Regions from separate parts of the Mus musculus genome. Here all the other regions are linked to region 2. Evidence: chromatin contacts called from public Hi-C and HiCAR-type data. All regions are on one chromosome and are shown on one strand. Each heading gives the region's core, a stretch centred on a gene start, on an enhancer-like site or on the middle of the called end of the contact. The rest is flanking DNA. Distances are from core to core; before and after follow the strand shown. Region 1 has its middle 37 kb from the start of Gm31729. Region 2 holds the start of Sfmbt2 (Scm-like with four mbt domains 2). Region 3 has its middle 88 kb from the start of Gm31729.

Region 1 (3,419 bases), core at 421-2,920, 420 kb after region 2:
GTGCAGAACCACCTCTGCCCTTCCTGATAGTCCGCTTAAGTTTGTATGAAAGCATACCTCCAGGCACAGCTGTTCCACTGTGGATTCAGAGGAAGGGAGTGAAACGTGAAGATTCGGGCAATGCTGTGGTCTGTGATTTGAATTTCTCTCTCTTAAAATGTTACTCTTGATCGCAGACATCTATTTAATAATGTTAAAGTTAAGAGTTAGGGTACCCTGATGGATTTTGAGAACGTTTTGAAGTGCTGTGAGTGAGAAGTCAAAGTGGTGAGGAGAGAGGTGCTGGGATGTGAGAAGCTTTTCAGTATTTCTGTAACCATCATGGCTAAAGTCATATGTAATCCTGATCAGGCAATGAATAAATTGTTGCAGGTAGGAAGAGGAAGGGATCAGTGTGTGTGTGTGTGTGTGTGTGTGTGTGTGTGTGTGTGTGTAGGGTTATGGGAGACGGTAATAAAGAATGAATAGAATCATAATGTTTTATAGGTGTGTACAAAATGTCACAATAAATACCTTATTATCTATAGCTCATAAAGTACATTATTAAAGATAATTAGAACTGAAAACATTTAGTTGAGCAAACATCTATTAGGATCAACTCTGTGGCAGACCCTGTGATTGACATATGGCTATAGACAGACCCTACTGTGGTTGACGTAAAGGGATAGTGGTGACTGAGGCACTTTCCATACATAGCTGTCCTGAAGCTTGTCACCTAAAGCTACACTGCAGTTTCGTTTCCTCGGGACAATTTTTGATCTACAAAAGTGACAGTTCGAAGGTGCTTATGATTATGAAGTGTGATGTAGTTAGCACTGGCCAATAGAACTTTAAAACATGACGTACCACAAGGAAATCACAATTATCGGGAGGGTGGGGAATAAGCTGAGCACCACTACAGCCTGGCACATGCTACCAAATTAGCAGCACTGGGAGGTTTCAACAATATTCAGGGTGCAAGGGAGCAGGAACCACAAATGCTTGCCCAACTCCAAGTAGCTCTGCTGTGTGGGATATTTTTATGTAACTAAGCAGCATTTAAAAAAAAAAACAACCTTATTTTCAAGTTTTATTTACATGCATGTGCAGGGTGGATACTAGTGCATGCATTTGGATTCTACAGAGCCAGAGTCACAGACGATTGTGAGCCACCCAAAGAGAGTGCTGGAAATTGAATTCTGCTCCTCTGCAAGAGCAGTATGCAGCCTTAACTGCTGAGCTATCTCTTCAATCACTTGACAGATTTAAAATTTTCTGTGTGTCAGGGTAGCAAGGAACATTTTTAGATACCAGAGGAGTCCAACAAGTGCTATTCCGTTGAGGCCCTGTTTGTAAAAGCCAGATTTTTATGGCAAGAGATCTGTTATGTCACAAAATCATCCTAAAGGGTTTGGGATTTTTTTCTGGGGGGTGGGAAGGGACCACTTTGAATTCTTGGTACAGAATCCCTGGGCAATGAAGCCAGTCCTAGCTGTATGCCGTGTGGGGCACTTTCAGGCTGTTGTGTGCATTCCTGCTGAACAAGGATAGCATGCATCTCCCCACAAAACAGGCCAGGGGCACAGAAACCACAGACTCTCCTCCTCCTGTAGCTGTTCCCTATGTGTCACATTGAGAAAGCAGCTTGATTTGTAGAAACAAACACATGTTGGTCCTTTTGGCTCTGTGCAGCCTTCTGAAGAGCCAAGCTGAATCCTGCTCTCCCTCATGAGTCATCCCCCAGGCTGCCAGCTCTGTTCTGGCGGAGGCCCCTTTTGTTGCAGAATGGGGTAGAGAGAGAGGAAACAAGCTGGCTCTCATATCTCAGGCCATTTGCAGTATAATTAGAGACATAATGTTTTGACTCAAAATCCTATCAAATCTGACAAGGGTGTCAGTAAGACAGGATAAATATTGAACTTTTTAGTGGGATTCCATAGAATCAGAAGTTTAATCATGATAATCACATCAAGTGTCATGTTATAAAATCCCTGCTCCTCTAAGACGTTTAGATTATAAAAGCAGTCTAGGAATCCCCAAGGCTTACTGTCAAAGATGTGTAAAATAGGAGCTCCATATATAGATGATTCCAAACTAAATATGAACCTCAATCAGTTGTTTGAGTATCTCACAGATGGAAAAAGCAAATAATTGTTTTATTCATGTATCTATCTCAAGCAAGATGCCCCAAATCCCGAACGTGCATTTGAAGAAATTATTAATCTGAAAACACATTGATTTAAGTTAAATGCAATGACTGAGGTCATTTACAAGTTCACTGAGGGTCCTAATATGTCGACAGTCTCCAACTTACCATGGTTTAGCATGCATATATATATATATATATATATATATATATATATATATATATATATATGTTATGTGTATGTATATATACATATGTATATATGTATGAATATTAGTTGTGATAGTATTAAAATAATATATGTATAGATGAGATGGCTCAGCAGGCAAAGAAGCTTTCCACCAAGCCTGCCAAGCTGAGTTTGACCTGGTGACCCACAGGATAGAAAGCAAAAACTGCCTTCTGCATGTTGTCCTCTGATCTCCACACAGGAGCACTACACAGAAGTGCCCCCAGCCCCCACCAATACACACTCTGAAAAAAAAATCCATGTCTTTTTTTTTTTTAAACTGGTGAGATTTAGGAGGCCTAAAACTAAGTCGTATATCTGTTGAAGCATTTAGGAAGATTTAGTGTAAAACAGAAATAGGGCAGAAGTAACAAACAAGTTTATCTCTGGTCCTTCCCCAGACTTCTCTGCATGTTATAAAATGATGCATATACACAAATACAAAAGATAAATTAAGTAGAAGAAGAACTCCATAGCAACAGAACTTTGAGAATAGTTGGGGAAGATAACTGACTGAGCAAAAGAAAATATAAAAAGCTTAAACTTAAATACACAGCAGACAAAATGTATATATTTGGTATGTATCATTGAACCACAGAAACACAGGGACTGGAAATACTAGGCATGTCTGAAATTACAGGCCTAAAATAAAGGATTTAATTATAACTATTATTATAATTGCAATTCAGAGTAAGAAGCCATTAGATAGTCCATACACTTGTTTGTATGATTCTTAGTTCAAAGATTGCTCCTCCCCAAGTCTGATAGAATATTTGCAATATATTGGGGGACTCAGACCTAGAGAGACTTCTAGAACTTGGAGATACCAGGTAAATTGATTGTATTGAGACAAGACTTTTATTTAAAAAAACATCTAGATCCTGAATGATGACTTTAGTATCCTCAAGTCCCATTTATGGTCACATTTTCTAGAACTCTACCAAACAGAACTGCACTCCACCAGCTAAGAGACTGGCAACAAGGATTTAACACAGCACTCAGATTTCAGGGGAAAAATAACTTCCTACTTTATAGTCTATACCCACTAAACTGCCTATCAGGTGT
Region 2 (3,623 bases), core at 258-2,757:
TTCCTTGCTTTTGAAGGAAATGAGCATGTAAAAAAAAATGACTACATGCGGCTCAACAAATACACAACACTTATTTATTACTTATAACGCAACAAGATTTAAACCACTACATGCCTCTAATATAAATATAAACACACAGTTTTTTTTTTTAACCTTGTAAGTTCTCATGACATGATTCTTAGGAATTTACAGAATATAAAGGAGAAACTTTTCCTCTGTGAACTTTTCTAATTTTTTTCTGTGACATTAGAGAAATGGAAGAGCATATACATATCTTACAGTTAACAAAACTAATTTAATTACTTTTTAACACAGTGGTGAAATGAATGGCTTAGCCAGAATTTAGGAATGCAAGAGCATATATAGTCAGTGCTATCAGAGACTTATTTGAAGGGAGATTTTTCAGAAAGTGTTAATTATTTTTTAGTGAATCACTTAGTACTATTAATCGTGAGACTGAACATGACTTCTCCTGAGTTGGAGTGCATTTTGTCTTTGGAAAGGCAGTCTCTGCTTTCTCTACTTCTTTATTTCTTGGCAGTGGTTACTGTTTTATTGATTTGGAGTGGGTCCCGCATTTGGAGTCACACATCCCTAAAGGGTCTGGTTGTGAAATGAAAGTGGAAATTAGACGGCATTGGAACGGGACGAAGGAGTACCTTTAACTTCGGAGGGAACCTGCTAGCCACTTTTCATTGCCTTTTGGGTGCCCTGGGATAAAAGTGGGAGGTGGGTTAAAAAGAAACAAAAAACAAAACAACAACAGCAGCAGGAGCAACGATCACAAAGAAAAGCCAAAGGACATAAGAAAAGCCATGTGCCAAGAGTGAATTAAAAGTAAAGGATATTGAACTTGGAGACCGTTTGCTGTAGACATCATTGGAGTAATTTGTGTAAACAGTGCGGCCACTACGTGCAGTGACAGCGCAATGTTTTTTATTTCTTAATCATGACAGGTAGATAGATAAATACACAAATGAATGAATGAATGAATGGGTGGGTGGAACTCCGCGCCATTTGCTATAGATCCTTGGGCAGAATTACATAATGTGGGTCTGAATATCAACCATATAGAGATTGCTTAATTACTTTGTCGAATCAGGTAAGATAATCAGGTGTGTGTTTAAAAATTTTGATGGAACAACGTTCAGTGGGCAATCGTAACTTTAAACCAGGAAATAGACCCGCAACCCTTACCGCGTTGGTAGGTTACAACTCAAGCCTCGTGGCTGGTGGACTGATAAAATTCTATTTCCTTCCAAAGGGGAGCTGCCCGGAAGTCCTGGTAGGGAAGCTGGGAGCTAGGTGGGCGGTCTAGGACGCACAAAGGAGTTCTGCTGCCTAAGGCGTCCAACGCAACCACAACCTGAGGCTTTGGAGAGTTGGGTTGGACAACCTAGTGTGAGTTGAGAGCTATTCCGGTCTAAGAGTGCTTTGCGCTTGGTTATTGGGGGGAGGAGGGAGGGAAGGGGGAAGGACAGGACCCTGACCACTCCCCTGGACGGAAGCGCAGGTTGGGTCTTGTGGGTCTAAGCCTCTAAAGGTGACTTTGAGCCTCTTTCCCACCTCTTTCTGAAGGATCAGCTGCGAGTTGAAGGAGTGAGAAGAGGTAAGTTGGGACTTTGAGACCTAAACCTGGACATACACTCTGGAATCCTCGGATTCTTCACCTGAGACCACCTTGGGTTAATAAAAGAAGCAGTTGCGGGTGTAGATGGGATGAATAATGTTCAGGGACGGGATTAATTTATTTTTGAGAAGTTTCTGCCGTCAGGAGTCTCCGACCTTAAGGATGATGAGCTCAAAAAATACATTGGTGTTCCTAAGAGTTGGACACCGGGAAGCTAGCTTCGGGAGTGGCAAACTCCGGCGGGTGATAAAAGTGTGAACCTCAGAGAATACTGATAAGCGAATGACTGGGGCCTTCAGGGTCTTAGATGGCTCTGTACTAAACGGAGGTGTATGGGCAAGGCGAGACGCTTTAGAGCTAAAGAATTCTCTAAAATGTGAAGGAAATATTCTCAGACTGGCAGGGCTCAGTCTTTTGTAACTTCCACCACGCTTTCCGAATCTCTGACTTTCGCCCACCATTCCCTCCCACCCCCCACCCCTGAGGCCCAATAATGGCGAGAGCCATTTCTGCGCTTCTCCCTTCTAGATTCTTCCAGATGACCTAAAGCCTCATAGTTGGTGATGTCTCCCGCGCAAAGTTAGCCTCTGGCCCCGTCACTCTATTGGCGGTTCCTAGCCCTCACCACTCCCTAGGGAACCACGTGTGGGAATTTCGCTGGGATGTTAGGATCAGGGAGGGTGACTAAAAATCTCAGTATGTAGTTGTTTTTTCGGAGAGTGGTGTAAGGGATAGGTGGGCAATAGAAGACTACGGAGTGGAAGATTTTTTTTTTTTTTTGAAGTCGGGGTTGTAAAGGCAAAGACCTTGAGCAATTGTGTCTTCTGTTTCCTAGTCGATAGAACCAGCTCTATATTCGCTCTACTGCTTCCCAGCTTCATAAACGGTGAGTTTTGTCTACCTGGGCATCTCCAGCTTTTCTGTATAGGGGACATTTCGTTTGTGTTCCGTACCACCATTGCGCCCAAGGCCCGGGAAGCTCATTAGCCCTTGCGCCACGCCCGTGAAAAAGTGCGGGTAGACCCCGCAGATCAGATTGGGCGGATCTTCCGCTCCATTCCTATAGATCATGAAGGACCTGGTTTTTCTTGATATGGGCCAGGGAAACCCCACCCTACGGGAACCTGTCCTGGCCAGGTGTCCCACCAGAAGCCCAGCGAGCTTCGTCACTCGCATTCCTGTAGATTGCAGCTGGTAGATCCCCGGCAGTCCAAACTTAACTCCCAGCATTTTTGGGTGTGGTACGGGCCCAAAGAAAACCTCTTCTTCTCTCCCCCAAGAACAGATTTTTTTTTTTTTGAGAGTCTTCATATAAAAGCACAATTAAAGTACAGGGTGGGGTAGACCAGACGGGACCTTCGATTTTGTTTTTAGGGTCCCCCATTCTCCTCACTTCAAAAACTCTTGGACGGGTAAAGCACGAGATTATGCTCTAGGTAGACCAGGGGATTGCAAACCTAGAAAACAAACAACAGCTGAGAAATTGGGGTGTGAGTCCAGTTGTCGGGGCAAATGGGTGTTCGGGTACGCTTGCGGTGTGAACTTTCTACGGATCACTTGTGGAGGGAGTTGAAGGAAAGGAGGGAAGGGAACCGCCCCAGGGGTCCTCGTGGCGAGGTCCGTGCTCACTGGGGGAGGTGTCTACCTATGCCTGGGCGGGGGGAGGGGGGAGAGGCGGGGGGAGGCGGGGGGGGGCGGTGGGCGGGGGGAGAGTGTCACCTTGTGGGCGGGAGAAGGAGTCTACCACGAAGAGCAGGCTAATTGGCTCGAGACATTTTGCGAGCATTGGAAAAAGGTCGTTGAAGGAGTTCGCTCTACAGAGAAAGAGAGAAATCTTAAAAAAGAGTGCCGGGCATGCGCATAGAGAGGATGCCATATTGGAATGAGGCTGTAGTGGGAGCTGGAGGACCCGAGCGGGCGCGCTAGGGAGGCGGCGGGTAGAGAGCGAGCGAGCAAGAGAGGGCGGGTGAGCCGGACCCGCGCCCACTCCGGT
Region 3 (3,635 bases), core at 216-2,715, 370 kb after region 2:
ATGTGTTCTATCCAGCCTTGACTTCAGTAGTCAGGAGCAACAATGGAGGTGGGGAAATAATTCAGAGGGCACAGTGCGTGTGGTGCAAGAACAAGGACCTGATTCTGATCCCCAGAATCCACATAAAAATGCTGGGAGTGACACTGTGCACTTGCAATCCCAACACTCCGGATCAGAGGCAGAGAACGGTGGATATCCAGCTGCAACATTCAGGCAAGCCAGTCTTGCCTACATGGCAAGCGCTGTAGGTGAATGAGAGATCCTGTCTCAAAAACAGGATGAATGGCTCCCAAGAAACAACATCTGAAGTTGATCTCCAGCTACCGTATGCACATACACATAGACACACAGATACACACACATGCATGTGCACACAGACATACACATATGCACATGCACACAGACACATGCATGTGCACATATGCACATGGACACAGATACATACGTGTACACACAGACACATACAAACACAAATGCACATGCACACACACACACATGCACATACACACAATGGCTCCCAACCCTTTGGTTGACTGTCAGATCTGCTTCCACTCCTCTAGAATATTCCTTTCTTATCAGGGAATGCAGAGACTCTTAGACTCCTGTAATTTAGCTTTTGTGCAACTTTCATTCCACACAGTATTTGTTGACCTTCTTGTGTCATTGAGACTCATAAACTTAATTGTGGAAATCATATCATTTGTCTATACTATCAAGTTCATGTCACAAATTAGAAACATTTCACGGATTTTTTTGAAATAGTCCTTATATATGAATGAATTAAAAAACCCCAAAATGGAATTGCTAACTCCTTGGTAGGAGTAGGTGATTTTACCTCCTTAAATACTTTATAGTTATAAACCTCATAGTGGGCCTTGAGTGTCTAATCACAATACACAAAAAGATTCTTATTGAAATTAAAAATGTTTATTCAATTATTTATTTTAATGTTGCTGACATTAAAAAAACAACAAAAACCAAAATTCTACAGAAATGCTGATGAGAGATATTTCTAAGTGGCAGGATATAATTAAGAATCTTAAACAATACTTAGGTTTTTTTTTTTTTTAAGAATTAAACTTCTTTGAACTCAGCTTTTGGATGTTTTTAGAAATGCATTCAAGACGAATACGTAAAGTTTTGTAAATGAAATACAAGCTAGATGTGTGATAAGTGACCTTGGAGGCATCCATCTCTGGAATTGGCTAATCGGTCTCTGCTGGAGGTGGTGGGAGTATCCTGAATCCAATTTATTTCACACCAACAAGATCCCTTATCGTTTGTCCTGTGTGCTTAAGTGGGCACATAAAGCCTATTTTGTGCGAGTAAAGTCATTCATCAAGCCCAGCTCTCCTGTGGTTAGAGGACATCATACCTAGGCTTGCCTCCTGGAAGCAGAACACAAACAGGCCATTCAAATTAAGAGCTTGTTGAGAAGTCGCATGGCTGTAACCAAGGCAGCAGCTGCCAGGCTGCGGTAGCCTCAGAAAAGAAGCGAAGATTCTATTCTTTCCCTGGCATTTATAAAGGGGCCACTTTACAACTGCAATCTCACCATGTGGAAGGATTCCATTGTATTTAAAATTTTAGGGCTGACTTTTACAAACAGACGTTAAAACTAACAGCTGTATGCCTGGTGCTTCGAAAGCAAAGGGCATATTGAGGCAGGATTTACACAACGGGATTGGCAGAAGTCATACCAGAGAAGGAAAATGAATATTTAAATGAAAACACACACAAAAGGGTTTCTTCCTAGAATGCCGGTTCAGATTAATGTGGAGAAGGGAATCTTTAAAACAATTGGTTTCTTTATTGGATAGCCTAAGACCGCTTGGAGCTAGTAATCCATGAGGCATTTTCAATGGTTCATTATTAAAGGAAAGGCAGGGTCTGCGCTGGGGTGGGCGGGTGGAGATTATGTAAACACTGCACTCAACCAATCTATCCTGGGTCTGAAGTTGTTTTAGTTTCCGACATAGACTGCAGGCTGAAAAGTGTTTATTCACTAAGAAACAAAGGCAAATTTGTGAGCAAGAGCCAACTCCATTCAAAAAGCTAGAAAAGAGGCCAGAACCTACCAGAATGAAGCTCTCGAGAGACACATGCAAAGCGTGTCATTGAACAACCCTTGCCACTCCCTCTACAATGTGTCCAATAGGCTGCTGACTCGCTCGCTTCCCCTGCCCCCCTTTTTAAACCGTAAGTACACGACAGTGGTACAGCTCAGGAAAAGAGATCGTGGGAGAAATAAACCCCCAGATCCGACTTTAGAGCATGTGCATTCAACTCGTTTTTATTTTCAGTGAAGAATTAGAGACCTCACCAAGTGGATATTAGCCCAGAAGCTCGAAATACCCAAGATACAATTTGTAAAACATGTGAAACAAGAAGACCAAAGTGTGGATACTTCGGTCCTTCTTGAAAGGGGGAACAAAATACCCATGGAAGCAGTTACAGAGACAAAGGGTGGAGCAGAGACTGAAGGAAGGACCTTCCAGAGACTGCCCCACTTGGGGATTCAGCCCATAAACAACCACCAGATACTATTGTGGATGCCAACAAGTGCTAGCTGACAGGAGCCTGATAGAGCTAAGAGGCTCTGCCAGTGCCTGACAAATACAGAAGTGGATGCTCACAGCCATCCATTAGACGGAGCACAGGATCCCCAATGAAGGAGCTAGAGAAATTACCCAAGGAGCTGAAGGGGTTTGCATCCCCATAGGAGGAACAACAATATGAACTAACCAGTACCTCCAGAGCTCCCTGGGACTAAACCACCAACCAAAGAAAACACATGGTGGGACTCATCGGATGGCCATAGAGGATGGCCTAGTCGCTCATCAATAGGAGGAGAGGCCCTTGGTCCTGGTTCTATGCCCCAGTATAGGGGACTGCCAGGGCCAGGAAGTGGGAGTGGGTGGGTTGGTGAGGGGGGAGGGGAAAATGGGTTTTCCAAGGGGAAACTAGGAAAGGGGATAACATTTGAAATGTAAATAAAGAAAATATCTAATAAAACAATTAAGAAAATGAGTTAATTTTTCAGTACTACAGGAGGGAGCCATTTTCTTTCCTTCAGATGAGATTGCAGAGAATTTTTAAGCTGCAGGACCAGGCAAAGCATTCTTATATTTTAATCCATCTAAGCAGGGGCAGTTTCTAAGATTCAAACCCACAATCAAGAGGAGTCCCAGATGTTGGGTCTCAAACAGGGACAAATGGATAAGGTGCCCGTTTAACATACAAAGTGGGTAGTGGCCACAAGGCTTTCCCTGTGCAGCTCACTTGGTCCCTACCTGTTACAAGCTCTTCCTGGGCTGGCATACCCCACCCCTGCATACCCCACCCCAGCCCAGGGGCTACATTGCCCTTCCCCAGCTGTTCTTCCCAGTTTGGCTACCTGGTCTCTTTTGCCTACTCTCTTGATCCAGGCTACCTCTTTTGGTCCAAAGCTGCTCTCCCTTCTCCCATCCCTACTGATTTGCATGGTCCAGCTCAGTCTAGTCATATCTACTCTCAACTCTCCCAATATGTCACTACTTCTGGCTATAGACGCCCCTTTATCTACAATAAACATTCTCCTCCATCATACCCAGGGGTAGTCATGTCCTTTCCTCTTTATTTCTTCTTCTCCTCAT

Evidence for each region. A called contact is a pair of places that touch in the nucleus more often than the background predicts. HiCAR-type assays count read pairs that join an accessible place to other places.
Region 1: a contact with region 2 is called in a Hi-C map of muscle stem cells, with 3 times the contacts expected there. The contact joins the enhancer-like site here to the promoter of Sfmbt2 in region 2. A contact is called at or near these places in 9 of 39 promoter capture datasets (the 3T3-L1 cell line, the HPC-7 cell line, cranial neural crest and 5 more), 14 of 484 Hi-C or Micro-C datasets (the N1E-115 cell line, cerebellar granule neurons, cerebellum and 7 more), 8 of 115 datasets of contacts at active chromatin or transcription factors (astrocytes, bone marrow-derived macrophages, embryonic basal ganglia and 5 more) and 1 of 9 other capture datasets (macrophages).
Region 3: a HiCAR-type map of astrocytes shows a contact between it and region 2, with 2.6 times the contacts expected there. The contact joins the enhancer-like site here to the promoter of Sfmbt2 in region 2. A contact is called at or near these places in 4 of 39 promoter capture datasets (the HPC-7 cell line, hippocampal neurons and liver), 10 of 115 datasets of contacts at active chromatin or transcription factors (astrocytes, craniofacial prominence, embryonic basal ganglia and 7 more) and 3 of 9 other capture datasets (adipose tissue, liver and pancreatic islet).

The regions. Positions count from the first base shown.
Region 1 is chr2:10,787,016-10,790,434 of GRCm38.p6, forward strand. No RefSeq gene overlaps it. Among named protein-coding and RNA genes, the nearest start is that of Gm31729, 37 kb to the right of the region's middle. Within about 2 kb of position 1,671, at least 50 of the 459 cell types and tissues checked have an H3K27ac peak or open chromatin away from gene starts, as enhancers often do. A contact at or near this core is called in cortical neurons and muscle stem cells, where this site is marked.
Region 2 is chr2:10,368,944-10,372,566 of GRCm38.p6, forward strand. Sfmbt2 (Scm-like with four mbt domains 2) reads left to right here and starts at 1,508. Exons shown (of 23, transcript NM_001198808.1): 1 at 1,508-1,609.
Region 3 is chr2:10,735,451-10,739,085 of GRCm38.p6, forward strand. No RefSeq gene overlaps it. Among named protein-coding and RNA genes, the nearest start is that of Gm31729, 88 kb to the right of the region's middle. Within about 2 kb of position 1,466, at least 56 of the 459 cell types and tissues checked have an H3K27ac peak or open chromatin away from gene starts, as enhancers often do. A contact at or near this core is called in astrocytes, craniofacial prominence, embryonic basal ganglia and 2 more, where this site is marked.